Regions from separate parts of the Gossypium arboreum genome. Here region 2 is linked to region 1. A link is a contact called in public Hi-C data. All regions are on one chromosome and are shown on one strand. Each heading gives the region's core, a stretch centred on a gene start, on an enhancer-like site or on the middle of the called end of the contact. The rest is flanking DNA. Distances are from core to core; before and after follow the strand shown.

The links. A called contact is a pair of places that touch in the nucleus more often than the background predicts.
Region 2: a contact with region 1 is called in a Hi-C map of leaf, with 2.8 times the contacts expected there. The contact joins the promoter of LOC108456924 here to the promoter of LOC108457042 in region 1. A contact is called at or near these places in 2 of 5 Hi-C or Micro-C datasets (both in leaf).

The regions. Positions count from the first base shown.
Region 1 is chr13:127,019,456-127,026,931 of ASM2569848v2, forward strand. It overlaps LOC108457042 (protein TRANSPARENT TESTA 9), which reads left to right and starts at 4,269. Exons shown (of 21, transcript XM_017755858.2): 1 at 4,269-4,674; 2 at 5,413-5,464; 3 at 5,554-5,630; 4 at 5,710-5,843; 5 at 5,955-6,051; 6 at 6,193-6,250; 7 at 6,408-6,516; 8 at 6,635-6,758; 9 at 6,842-7,028; 10 at 7,184-7,476. The coding sequence starts at 4,622. LOC108482912 (RING-H2 finger protein ATL43) reads right to left here and starts at 862. Exons shown (of 1, transcript XM_017786019.2): 1 at 1-862. The coding sequence starts at 634.
Region 2 is chr13:127,159,749-127,167,224 of ASM2569848v2, forward strand. It overlaps LOC108456924 (DNA ligase 4), which reads right to left and starts at 4,161. Exons shown (of 25, transcript XM_053024258.1): 1 at 3,464-4,161; 2 at 2,878-2,963; 3 at 2,662-2,798; 4 at 1,914-1,988; 5 at 1,574-1,665; 6 at 1,216-1,287; 7 at 950-1,029; 8 at 790-837; 9 at 386-541. The coding sequence starts at 3,888. LOC108461285 reads right to left here. Exons shown (of 2, transcript XM_017761119.2): 2 at 6,210-6,373.

The DNA.
Region 1 (7,476 bases), core at 3,019-5,518:
ATGAAGCAGAGGCAATGGTGGTTGGATCTTGGTCTGATATTAAGAGTATGTCTTCTGGGTCAACTCGGTAACGACAAAGAGGACAAGTTGAATGAGCATCGAGCCAAGTATCAACACACTCGGCATGGAACGCGTGTTTACACTTAGGTAAGAGACGAAGGAGTTCATCGGGTTCGAACCTGGTTAAACAAACGGCACATTCGAGACCGTTTTTATGACCACTCAGTGAGCTGAACCGGAATAACGGAAGCGATTCCACCACCACTCTGTTGATCCCCGAATTCCTCCCGGTGGTGACCAACGATGAACTGTAACTAAACGGGTTAGTAGTATTATAATTACTATTGTCATTGTTACCCCCACAATGTTTAGAATAGAGTAACAAAAGGAAGATGATAGCAAACAAGGTAGTCAAAATAGCGACGAATGCTACAACTGCGGTACTTGGTTTGAACGGAGAAGAAGAATTTGGTCTTGTTTGAGATGGAGATGGTAATGGATTTGTGCTAAAATTAGTGTTCCCATTGTTGTTGTTGTTAGTGTTATAATAATTGGTGTAATTATCTGCAAATAAAAGGGGAATGAAGAACAAAATGGGAAGAAAAAATGGGAGTGAAGGATAGGAAAGACCCATGTTTTAGTGAAAGAGAATGAAAAAACGATGAATGTTTGGAATTTGGGGAAGAGAGATTTGTTGAGATATTTGGGGGGAGAGGGGGGTTAGTGAAAAAGTATAAGAACAAAACAAAATAGTGTTTATTGTTATTATTTTATTCTAAATAGAGGCAGTTCTTAGTAATAAAATAAGTAGTTCTATTATTGTTGTGATCAGTAAGTTAAAGAGAGAGAGAGGAGAGGATACGTGTATTTGAGAGAGTTGTATTGGTTAAGTTAGTAAATAATATTATTTAATTATTTTATCAATTATATTATTTTTAAAAGTAAAAGTTGATAAAAATTTTAACCGAAATAACTAGTTTACTTTTTAATCTAACTTATAAGAATTATTTAATAAAATAAATAAAATATAATTTAACTATTAATACTATAACACGAATAACACCGAATTTATTGATGTATCGTTTAGTTTGTGAATTCATAGAAAACTTTGACAAAGAGCAAGAAAAAGTTATGGGGAATTGGGAAAGCTCGTGTAATCTTACTCGGAAATTTATTTTTTTGGTTAAATTTTGCTTTTGATCTTTGTATTATATGCAACTTGTGGATTTAGTTCATTTACTTAGAATTTTTACTTTATGAAATTGAAATTTTAGCTTTAACTTTAGATGGTAGTTGTTAAATGCATTAAGTTACGTTATATTAAGATTAAAATTTTAAAATTCAAATTTATAGGGATTAAGAATGATCAAAGTGAAAAATATGGATTGAATTCACAACTTAGGGCATTATGCAAAATTAATAGTAGAATTTAACTAAATAGATTTAACTACTACATTTTGTATCAAGATTAAAATTTTAAAATCCAAAAGAATAGAGACTATAATTTTAAAATTTTAAACTACACTCAAACTATTAATAAGTTTATGTTTTGATCATTTAACTTCAAAAAGTTACAAAATGGTCATTGAATTATTCAAAAATTTTGTTAAAGTCATTAGTTTGTTAAAATCGTTGTTGTATAGTCTTTCTGTTCACACCGCTTGCAATGTCAAGATTTTGCTAACAAAAATTCAAGTTTTTTTTTTCAATCTCCAACACTGACCGTTAGACCAATTATTAGATTTGATGCTCTAAGTATAGTATTTTCGTCAATTTGTACTTGTAATTTTTTTGAACAGATTGGTTAATAAAATTATTCATGAATTACATTAATAGTTTATATATTGTCCTCACGTGGTTTTTGCACACAAAGCAAAATGGAAGCAAATGCTAGTCATTGGTTGTCTAGTGTTTAACAAATATTAAGCGGTATTACGTTGTCGGATCGTAATATAAAAAGATAACTTATATTTGTAGACAAACTTAAACATGTTCTTAGTCTAATTGTAAATGAGTAAACTTATTGAAAGACTAATATGTCGTCTATCAAATCCAATTGGGGAGATGCTTTGTCTTGGGTATCGAAGCAGATGACTCTTAGAAGATAAAGACGATATGACTGACTGGATATTGGATAAGACCCAAGAATAATAAATCCTAAATCCATTTATGGATTTATTCACATGTGACATTCATAGTATGGCATACCTAAATCTTGAGTAGACGACAAATTATGTATTTGTGACTCGTACACTTTAATGTAAGTAAAAACCTAAGTTCAAATAAATAAGAAATCGAAAGCTAGTGCGTTGGGTGTACAACTTCTGCGGTATGTAGCATCATTCACAATGTGTAATTCATAGTCTGAGACGTGAGTAAATGATATCATTTCATTGATATTACATGGTTGATGAAAAGTAAACATGACCACGAGTCATTCATCTTTGTGATAGATAACTCAATTACTATTTTATAGTAATTGAATTTTCATGAAGGAATATGTAATTGTTACTATGAGATAACATAGGATCATATTAGGAGAACAGATATTATCCTAAAGAGATCAATGATGTCCTATGAGGGTAACACATTTATGACAAGGTCAAGTACTAAGTAGTTGCTTTCGTAATGGTATGTCGCTAGGGAGAACTCAGTTATGATACTATAGTGAAATGACTTTGTGACTAAATGAGTTTATAATTAATATGCAAAAAGTCTCAATTATAAATTATTTGAACCCTAATTGCATATGTCCAATCGGTCCTTTTGCAAGCTTATTGAAACCAGAAATAAATTGTGTGTTTGAATCAAAATGAATGGAATAATTAGAAATTGAGAAAGGGGAAATATTCAAGAATAATTATGGTTTTCTCCGAAATAGAAAAATGGAATTATTTGGAAATGAATGCAAGTTTCTTAAAATGGAAATGAAAATAGAAACGAAAATGAGAAATGATACATTTGCAAATGTACATGGATTACTAAAAAATGATCGGAAGAATGAGTTTATATTTTTGAGCTATTTTAAAGCCCAAAAATGAAAATAAATCATTCAGTCATAGTGAACATGTTGAATGGTGAAATATTAAACATATTCTCTTGAAAAATTTACTAGGGGTAAAATCGTCATAATTTTGTTGGGGGTAAAATTGAGATAAGAAAATCATTTAATATAAAATATTAAAATTTATTTTAAGAAATAGAAAAATAGAATCGGGTTGGATCAAATTACAAAGTGTTGAGTTGAAAAGTTCATGAAGTACTTGTAATTGGACCCAATATGAGAGAGGCCCAAAAACTCTTCATGGATATGAGGGGGCGGCAACCCTAGTAGGAATATTAGAGGATGTCGTTCATCCTAATCTTACTCTAAGTAGGAAGTTAATTTTTCTATTTGAAATAAACCTCTACAATTTAACAAAAGTTCTACTTTTTATTCCTATAAATAGATGATACCGATAGACCTATTAACACACAACTTTAAGAGATTGTTACTCTGTCGAAAAATAGAGAGAATTTATTCTTTACTATTAAATATATATATTTTTCAGAATAACAATTTTACCGGTTTCAATTAAAGAAGAAAGAATTTTTGTTTTCACAAAAAAAAAACTTTTTCTAGTTCTATCTTTTTGATTCAATTAATTTGAGCTCACATCTGAAGCAGTTCGTGGTACAAGAATAGTAGAGAAGATAGTTTGGTTATATTTTGAAAAACATTGAGGACTCGTTTATCAGAAAACACAGGTACAATTTCGGTCTAGGGTTTATTGCTAAAAATATCACAAACCGGGTTGATTTTCAAAATTTAATTTTTCACTGTGTAAGAAAATCATTTTCAAACCGGATCTTTTTCAACATCGACTTGGATCTAAGATGAATTCTTTTACTTGTTGATGGGTACTTATCATCGTTCAATTGTCGAATCATCACTTAGTGCTCATTAGCCAAACTTAAAAAAGAAAACCTTAACAATCGAGTGACTTAAGTAAAAACTTTTAATAGTTCAGTAATTTAAATAAAAATATTCGAATAGTTAAGTAATCATTTTATAACTTTTTAAATTGAGTAACTAAAATATAAATTTACTAACGATTTAATAACCTTGAGTAGTTTACCTTTTTCATTATCTCATCACTTGTTCAGCTTTCATTCTTTTGCGGGCTTCAATTGGAAAATTGAGAACCGAAGGATAAACCCAACAAATTATTGGGCCTGGTCCACCCGGTACTTGTTTGACCCGACTCGTAACCCATATCGAATGCTAGCTCCGCCTTCACTTCATCAAAGGCTTTCTCGGCTTTTCTAGCCAAAAGGTTAAAAAAAATTCATAATAATAATTATTAATCTCAAACCACCTGCATATTTTTAATTTCTATTCCACTTTTGTGCAAGGAATTACACCAAAAAAAGTGTTTGTGTGCGTGTCTTTTTTTAAAATTATTTTTCTTGATTTTCTGACTCAACTTCTCTTCGATCGAGATCCATTGAAGTTTACTTTGATCAAAATTGAGGAAATTGAAGCAAAATTTTATTGGAATTATTAGTGGAGAATAAAATTTGCACAGCGGAGCAAGAATGAATCGTGTTGAGCCAAATTCTCAAGTTTGAGGAGCCAATCATGTGGTTTTCCTTTTGGAGATCCAGAGATCGATTCTCCTTAGACGAACTCAGGTTTTATTTTATTTTATTGTTTTTTTTGTCAATCGTTTGAATTATTCTCTCTCTCTCTCTCTTTTTTTTTTTTTTTTGTAATTTTGGGGATTATCTCTGTTCGTCTTCAACAATTTAAGTTCGTATTGTTGATAAATTTGAATTTGAGTTCGGTAATTTCTCGTCAGTGCTGCTGTGAAACTTTAACTGTAGAAATTGATTGTGAATCTTCGGTTTTTCTCAGTAATATAGACTTGTGTAAGTTCTGTAAATATAAAAAAATTGAATAATTTTTACTTCTCACTGGAACTATTGTGTTTCAAATTGCTTATGCTTTTTATATCAATTTTATAGAAAAAATGCACTCGGTGAAGTTGACTACCAAATAGTGAATTAAATGTGAAATGTTACATGAATATTGAATAGTATGCGCAATGATTCCCCGTGTAGAAGTCAAATTTAATGTTTTTTTATTATTTTAATTTCGTTTATATTGGTAAGATTCATATAGCTTTGATGATACTGAAATGTTGCCTTGGAATTCCTTGAACAAGCATGTAATATTTTTCTGGTTGAATTTTAGCTGTTGGACACCTTAAATCAATAGTTGTTAGAGCTTCGATACTAATGGATATATTCATGTTTCCAAGACAAAAGTTGAAGAGCAGCTTGATTGCTCCGGAAATGTGGGTTGGACTTTTGTATCTTTGAATTTGAAATCGTGCTTTTAGATTAATTGTTGTGTTTCCTGGTGTGCAGATATTTAACGAACCAGTTGCAGAAAGTTCAAATTGTTAATGATGTTAATAAGGTAATAGAATCATACTTCATACTATTGTTATTACTGCAGTTGTCATTTGCCTTGTATCATCTGCCGTCATATTTTTATCCATTATGAAGGATTTCGTTATTGAGGCATTGAGATCTATTGCGGAGTTGTTGACATATGGTGATCAACATGATTCTTCCTTTTTCGAGTAAGGTTTCTTCATGCTTACTACCTATATGATTCATGTTTCTGGTTCAGCACTTTTATGTCGTACATTCTCCCTGCAGGTTTTTCATGGAGAAGCAAGTCATGGGAGAGTTCGTACGTATACTGAATATTAGCAGAACTGTGACAGTTTCTCTTCAGTTACTTCAAACAATAAGCATTTTGATTCAAAACCTAAGAAGAGAACATGCCATATGTAAGTTGGTTGTTGAAAGAAAAAAACCAAAATTTGCAGTTCCTTGGTCTTTTGAGTTGATTCTAACACTGTTGGACGATTTTATTGATCTTCCTTGTGAAATTTTTGCAGACTATATGTTCAGTAATGAACATGTTAACTACCTAATAACTTATTCATTTGACTTCCGCAATGAAGAGCTACTTTCTTACTATATATCATTCTTAAGGTTTGTTTTCTTTTCTTTTAGCAGTCCTTATCACTATAGGTGACTTCTATATGTTATTTTTTGTTAATTTCTTAACCAATTTAAGTCTTGAAAGCATTTTTTTAACATTGGTATTTCAACTGTCATTCTGGGCTTTTCTAGAGCAATAAGTGGAAAGTTAAACAAGAACACAATTTCTCTGCTTGTAAAGACTCAAGATGTAAGTGTTCCTCTCTTTTATATATGGAATTTGTTTCCCTGTAAAATTTTTTTCTTTATTACTCATTTTTTAGCCCTTGTTAAAAACTGCCGCTTCTCTCTTTTTTCTCTACTTCCAGTTGTTGAATGACTTCTTCTATTTGTCATTTTTTTTCTAGGAAGAAGTTGTTTCCTTCCCGTTGTATGTTGAGGCAATACGGTTTGCTTTTCATGAAGAAAGCATGGTTCGCACAGCAGTGCGTGCTATAACACTGAATGTTTATCATGGTTGGTTTCCATTTTTCTATTTTTGTTCATTGCCCTTTCATTTCCTTTTTATACCATTCTAAATACATTTCTGTTGGTACAAATAAATTTATATTCTGATGCATCTTTTTTGGTTCAGTCGGAGATGAATTTGTCAATAAGTTCATTGCCAGTGCCCCTCAATCTGATTATTTTTCAAACTTGGTCTCATTTTTCCGGGATCAGTGCATCAATTTAAGCAAGTTGTTTTCTGAACGTCCAAAGTAAGTGTCTGAGTAATAATCTTATTGTGAAACAACAGAATCCTTTTTATCTCCTAACATGATAGGTTTTATGGCTAAGACAGAAACCCATGCTCGGAGTCTGTTTCTGCGATACTTGCTAAAGTGGATGAAATTGAGGACAATCTCTACTATTTTAGTGATGTTATCTCTGCTGGGATTCCTGTTGTTGGGAGTTTAATAACAGACAACATTTTGCAGCTTTTGATACTTCCATTGCTGTTTCCAGCTCTTCAAATAGATGCTGACAGTGTATGATCTTCATTCTGGATTCTGTAATGAAAAAAGAGGAAAAGGGAAAGAAAAAAAGGACCAAAAACTGGTTGTTGGGCTGGTTATAATTTGAAAGTTGACCCTTGACTTATACTTACGCTGCCTGTTTAATTTTTGTTCCCCTCTTAATGTAGAACTTGAAGATTGGTGCAGTCACTTCTTTGTACCTACTCTGTTGCATCTTACGCATCGTTAAAATCAAGGATCTGGCAAACACCATTGCTGCAGCTCTTTTATATCCACTAGAGACTTTTGCTGCAAATTCTGAAGTTAAAATCAATGGCTATGTTTCTGGAAATAATTGCACAAATGAAAGTGAAGAACCATTAGTTGATAGTGTTACTCTGGTGAATGCTGGAAAATTATGTGTTGATATACCAAACAAGGCTACGTCTTCACAGGTTCATCCTGGAGGCATTATTGCAGA
Region 2 (7,476 bases), core at 2,911-5,410, 140 kb after region 1:
AATTCCACTTGTATTTGTTAACTATGAGACTAGACTACACTCCATCGAATTTCCAGACACAATAGAAATCTCCGTATCTCTCCCCTTTTCACTTTGCATACAGCAAACCACTGCTTGATTCTGCATTTGAACCAAAAAGGTTGTCTTACTAGCAAGCAGTTCATGTTATTAGCAAATATGAATCAACTCATATCTACCGTAGTGGTTCTGGACTTACATAAAAGGTGACATCCATGCTAATTATATAAAGTTATAAATTCAGCTTGGATCTGGTGTTCAGTTGTTTTCATAAGAAAATGTTGTGTTTGCATGAATAATAAGAGCCAACTAAAAAACAAAAATTTAAAATACCCAGGAAGGAGGTTGTAATATTACTATTCTTTACCAGGAGGACGATTTGCATTGAGACCACCATTAGGCACTAAAATCTCTAAGCGACCCTTCAAAGGCTTCACAACTTTTTGAAGAATCTCATGCCGTTCCTTCAAACTTTGGTGAATAACACTTGTATCCCCAACATAAAGAATGTCAAATGCAACATCTAGCCCACAGTTAAGGGTACTTGAAAAGTTCACATGTTACGAGAAGTGGGTAAATTTATTTTTAGGCCAATATAACAATATCAACATGTTAGAAAGCAAGACCTGCAACTTGCTTCAGGTTATGCATGAAAGGATACAACATAACTGCACCAAAGAGAAAGGAAAAAGGAAAATTAACATATACATCAAGTTTCAAGAAAATATTCTCCACAATTGTAATTAGTGATAAGAAAAACAAGTTCTGTACAGCATAAAACCTGTCTGTCACTATCAAGGCCATCTTTTGCTGCTTTGGCTGTAAACAGGATAATAACAAATCATTAATTAATAATAATTATGCAAGATGCTCAAGTAGAAAAGAGCAGAAAATGAAAATATGTGGGTATAAGAATAAGAAATATAAGAACCTATTTCCTGATTTGACCCGAACTCAGCAAACTGATTTAACGTGGAATCCCAAACTAACATTTCTCCATCAAGTATACACCTGCACAACATTAAGAGGAAACAATTAAGCAGAAATGATAAAACACATCTGAAAGGAGCCATTAGTCATCAAGTATACATCTACACAACATACCCTTGGATGAAATGAAAAATAGAATACAAGTGAAAAGGCTAAAATTCTTCAAAATAATACAAGTTTGACTGTTTTTAAACTAGAAAACCTCACCTATCAACCAAAATATTTTGGGTAATAATATTTGACATCCCATGCTGATATTCAGAATGATCAAGAAAATTCCTGTTAAGTTAGAGCCAACAGAACACATTATAATTACTAACTTCATGTGCACATCACATAAACAGAACACCCTTTTTTTCTCTAAGGAAGAGCAATATGAAAAGCCATTTTCCTATTCCCCCCTTTTCGTTCCAGTTTTGATAGCTCAAGGAAGAATGGATCTGAATATAAGAGATCCTACTGTTGCAGGGAGGTTTGCCCACCAAAAAGGGTATTCTATGCTTCAGTTGCACTAACCTTGACATATCAAAAGGAGACCTTTTGTTTGGGGGTTGTAGCTGCTCACCTGGAGTAGTAGTGTATGTCTGTTCCATTTTTGTGGATTTGGATGCGATCGCCATCAAATTTACACTCAACAACTACCTCCTTACCATGAAGCTAGGAAAGGGGAAGAGAATTAAAGATTATTCAATAGGAAAATATATAAAAAATTTAAAGGAAAGTATTTCTTCAACTAACATAAGATGAAGAGATAGGAACTGTTGACAGTGACAATAATCCTTAAAAAAGTTTGAATTATGATGTCATTAAGAATAAAATAAAAAATGGATGCTATTACTCCATTACTGACTATTTGGGACAAAGATCAGCTGTAACTTTTTGAAGCCAACTATGCAACACCTTACCTTTTTCCATGCAGCAGCTGGATCACGAACTCTCAAAGCTAGTTGTGGGCGTACAGCCTTTCCAACCTCAATGTCCTGAAAATAAGAGTAATGTCACTTGGAGAACATACTATTAATATCTGGATGAGATGATTGTTCATGGAATATTTCTTTACTTCAGTACAAATAAGGATAGATTTGTCTAAACAGAAGTTTAACTAAACCATAACTAATGTTCCAAGACTTAATTGCCATTTCCAGAAAAGCTTAAAGGTAATTTCGGGCTTTACCCTCTCTGAAAATTAAATGTTCTCATTGAACAATAAAGTAGAGCAAGCAGGAGGATGTTTTCTAAGGGAGGAAGAGAGGGAGAAGGGAGTAACCTATTTCATCTAGATTACCTAGCAATTACAGATTTAAATTTTCCAAACACAGAATTTTAGTGCAGATAAGATATGAAAAAGAAAAAATGAGATCAAATTGTTAGAAAGAGAAGTAAAATCATAAATGAAAAGAATGCTCAGTCATCACTTCAGACGTTCTTTTTAGTCCCGACGCACTAGCTAAGAGCAACCTAAACACAAATCAGCTGATGCCAGATGTTAATATTTTTTTTTTCAATTTATAAACTCTTTACAAAGTGAACTAGAACAGCAAGTCCCTCAACTGATAGCTTTAGAACACTACAGACCAATAAAAATTTAGAGACTTAACCTAACAGAGGCAGTTAAAAGAGAAACTGAGAGTAGCTTCAATGTGTATAACACACCTGACGCTTATGACGCTGAGTAGGATCCCTTAACTTTTCACAAACCAATTTTAGGTCACACGTGACATTAAACAAGTCTTCCGCATCTGGATGAAATTCTTGAAATATGCTCTTCTCAGTAATTCCCAACTTGAGATCTGCAGGAAAAGTAAACTAGGGATCAAAGCTTTCACAGCAGACAGAAAACTCAGGAGTTCAGTTGCTAAGAGATAATACCTTTTAGAATAATCATGATAACCCACTTCATTTCCTGTGCATTTGTCTTATTAATCAAAGTAGCAAAGATTGCAGTCTTCTCAGCCCTGACGTCAGAAACATAGAGGACAGGACCAAATATTCAAGTAATGCATTTACAACACTTTGGACTACATTTAGTTATTACTTTTTCTAATTGTTTTTTATTCAAGAAACAAAAAGTCAAAAGCTCATTTGGTTACAAAAACAAAACTTCAATGACTTTGAAACAGTTGGATACTACTGGAACCAATGTCACGAGTAACAAATACAACTTTTGAATTATTAGCCAGAGTTCGACAATCAATGTTCAATTTTTTTCCAGAAAAAAAAAAAGCGGGAAACAACCCATTGATTAAAATAAAAATGATACTCTTGAAATTTCTCAATTTCATTCTTTTTCTTTTTAAATATATTCTTACATTTATATGAAACAATCATCTCCTAATATGTATTACATTCGAACTTCTAGCTCACTTTAGGTCAACCACAACAACATTCATCTCTTTTTTTTCCAATTAACTTTCAAATAAGCAAAACGAAAAGCAATAACAAGTAAAAAAATCACCTGCTTTCAGCAGAAGCCAATCGATCAAGCAACTCATTCAACTCCTTGATAGTAAGTCCCCCGGAAACCGTACCTTGCCTACGCTGCAAAATCTCAGCAGCAACAAGAGCAAAGTTCCCAGCATTAGCACCAGTATTAGCTCCACCTTTGCGCCAATTGATAAGACGTAGAGCATCAGCAGAATCCCTCGACAAGCCGAGAGCATCGATGAGGCAAATTGCGAGAACAGACTCCTTGAGGCCGTAAGTTCCACGTTCTCGATCGAGTGAAGGAAGGATAAGCCGCATAGCACTGAAGTAATCGGATGGTTTACAAAAGGTGTCGAGGAATTTACGAAACTTAGACCGCTTCTTCGCCGACGGTCGGCTCCTCTGGATCCATGTGAATAAACTCACTAAAACGCTTAACTTTATTTCTTCCGTCATTTTATTTAAATTTTTTCTTTGTTGTTTGAATTTCTTTTTTGGTGTTAGATGAGATAGAGAGAACGGTGCTTCTGGTTTATTTTTGTAGCTTAGAGAATTTAAACCGCCAGTTTTGCGTTCCGTTTTAATAGCTTGCAGAGGAAGGACGAAGAAGAACCGAGCTACGTCACCGTTTTAAGAAAATAAAAGGACAAATTGTGAGTTTGGTACTCGGTTCAAACTTCGAATTGGGGATTTACGGCTGATTCGGTATCATTTTCTGGTTAAAGTGAAATTTTGTATGCGGTAAACTATGCCTCATGCTCACTAAACTATTAATAACTTTACATTTTAGTCACTTAACCTCAAAAAGTTATAAAATAATCATTATTTTATTTAAGTCACTTGCTATTAAAATCAAAGTAACATGAGATTCTCTATTTGCATTGTCTACACCAATAGAAAGCCCTTCTCCTTTTTTTTCTATAGGTTCTTTTTTTGTATGAAATAACTTTTAACGACATAAATTTACGAACCAATAATCTAAATAGTTTTTTTTTATTCATCGATGAGTATTGATCTATTATACCTATCGTCGAATCATCATTTGGAGCTCAATATTGAACTTTAAAGGAAAAAAAAAGCTCAATAGTTTATATAAAAACTTTTAAATTGTTCAATGACTTAAATAAAAGATTTCAAATAATTTAATAATCATTTTGTAACTTTTAAAATTGATTGAATAAAACATAAATTTACTAATAATTTAATAACACTGGTTGTAATTACCTTTTTATATAAAATGATTTTTTAGTAAGGGATAAATGTCAAAATTGTACATGAACTTTAATTCAATATGCAATTTAATACATGAACTTTAATTTGGGGCAATTATACACATAAAACTTTGATTGTGATTCAAATGTATACATGAAACTTTAAATTTGATTCGATCATACACATTTAAAGAAATAAATACATCAATTTATTTTTATATTTAATAAATATAATTATCTGTGTATGTAATATATAAACACATAAATTGATCCTATGTCAATAATTGATCGAAAAGTTTATGCATAAAATTGCACAAAATTATAGTTCATATATAATTTTGAGATTTATCCACAATTTTTTTAAAACATTGTTTTTATAATTATATATTGTTTTTAATGATTTTATTCATTTTAGTTAAATCAAAATAAATAATAAAAGCTGATTAATTAAATTATTTAATTCTTTTATTTTTTTCATTTTACAATCCAACTTTATTTATTACCCTAAGTTTAAAAATAAACATTTAATATACTATATTACATTTTGTCTATTGCATTAATATTATTTTTATCTTTTTAGTCTAATTTGCGCTAAACCATAACAAATAGCATATTTTTAATACAAAAAGCTTATTTTTCTTCTTCTTCTTCTTGTCACTGATAAAAGAACACTCTAATTGCTTATTGTTCATTCCAATTCTAATTTATTTATTTATTTTAAAAATATATGTATAATTATTTTTATTAAAATGTATCCATTTATTGTTAAAATAAAATATTATAATCTTTTAACCTTTGTAAAGTAAGAAAAAAGTTCTAAATACAATTTATAAAATATGCTTTAAATAATCTTACATTTCGTCAACTATAAACAACAAATCTTACATTACATAATAATATAACATACTCGGTAATATGCTAAAAGACCGTAATGAAACCTTGGCAATATTGGTAAAGACCAAGACTTCGAGACCTTAACTATCCCACTATACACTAAAATCATATTATATAATGTATTACAGAGTACAAATGCCATATATGAGTTCTTCTCATATTTATTTCAATCCATTGTGCATTATGATTAGTATTAAGTCAATTATAATGTTATTTGATCTAACATGTATGATGTGTACAAAGATGTTGAAATTAATTAAGCTATTAGAGTTACCGGCTTTGGAAGTTACAGTGTCGGCGACTCTTAAACATCCTATCGAACTATGGTCGAGTTTATCGGAGAACGCCACGAGGCAGTGGTTTTAAACACCATATACAAAACAAGGTTCAGTTGGAAAAGTGTGTCGATGTCGTTGAATTTGCTGTAAAGCTTTGCATTAGATGTTGCACAAAAGGGATGACCTCTTCTATACCACAGCTTAGTGTCTCTTCTATGATCTTTTGATTTAATTTTTTTTTATGGTTCTTAGTGTACTATTTATGTACCAAAAGATAGTCATCAAGTAAAATAAAAATGAAACAAACCCTTATTAATCAAATCAACAGAAACCAGCAACACATACCATACCAAACAGCATATTGTGTTTCCATGGTAGTCTAATAGTCTTTCACTTATTTTAAAGAAAATGTACTCTTTTATTTTTGCATTTGATCAAGACAGCATCTTCCTCTGCCAACATTTGTTCACAAATTACAACCAAAAAGCATTAAGCAAATCGAATTGTTACTGGATAAAACCGAGAAGGGCACAACAACGATCCAAACCATCTTTAAAGCTGCAAAAATAATACATGAAATTCTTATGACCAATCAGTAAAAATAATAAGCCAAGTAGTTTAAATCAGGGAATGCAGGGAAAGTTGAATGGCATTATAACACCAAATAGTTTTTTTTCTTATGAAAGTGGCAAATGAGAACAGCATATCACTGTATACAAAACCAAGCTTCGTATTTTTAGGCACATAGAGCGAGAGAGATTAATTATCTTCGAGAATTGGAATACCAAATCATATCCTTTACTACCAATTTCACACACAGCTTCAACAAAGTTCCTATCAACACCCTCCTAGACTCTCCACTACGCACAATTAGTTATCATTTGAACTTGAACATAGCCCTTATGACCAAATTTGTTGACTAAATGTGATCGCATGGAAAACACTACAAATGTAAACATAGCACCTTTACACTGCAATTAAAATTTCAAGAAATGTACCAAATGCCATCTTCTCATATCAGCCACAATATTTGTCCTATTGTTTCTATGAAACTTATCTGGTCAGCTTTGGAAATGAAGATACTATGTATGCCAACTAAGTCTATATGGTTCACGAAACATATGAACAGTTACTCAACATATTTGCTTTGCTTCTCTGCCCATGGGATGATATATATACAATTAGGCAGCAGCAGGGTGATGTAATGCCAAGTGTCAATACATTCATTATCTTCTAGAAGTGGGTAATTGTTGAGGGGAAGCCAGCTTGTTTGAGAGAAGTCTCCAAAATGTTGTATAGGTCGGTACTGTCCCAAGTCAAGGTTTTGTCACCCGACTCTGCAGAGAGCAGACAGCCCAAGTGTCTTAAGTAGGGACAGGGGAGTTCAACAAAGTGGGAGCCCCTTGTTGAAATGGACCATGCACGGCACACAGCTACCTACAAAGGGAATGTGGACATTTGCCTATGATAGAGCTTGAACCCGTGCCCCTTAAATGACAACATTGGGCAACTTAGGTTCAACCCCTACCAGTGGACGCTCACAACTCCTTGGTAGCTAGCCATGAGCCAAGCACAGTCCATTTAAACGAGGCGCTCTCACTCTGTTCAATCCACCACTTCAGGCACTCGGGCTCTCTCCGCAAAGCCGGGAGACAAAACCC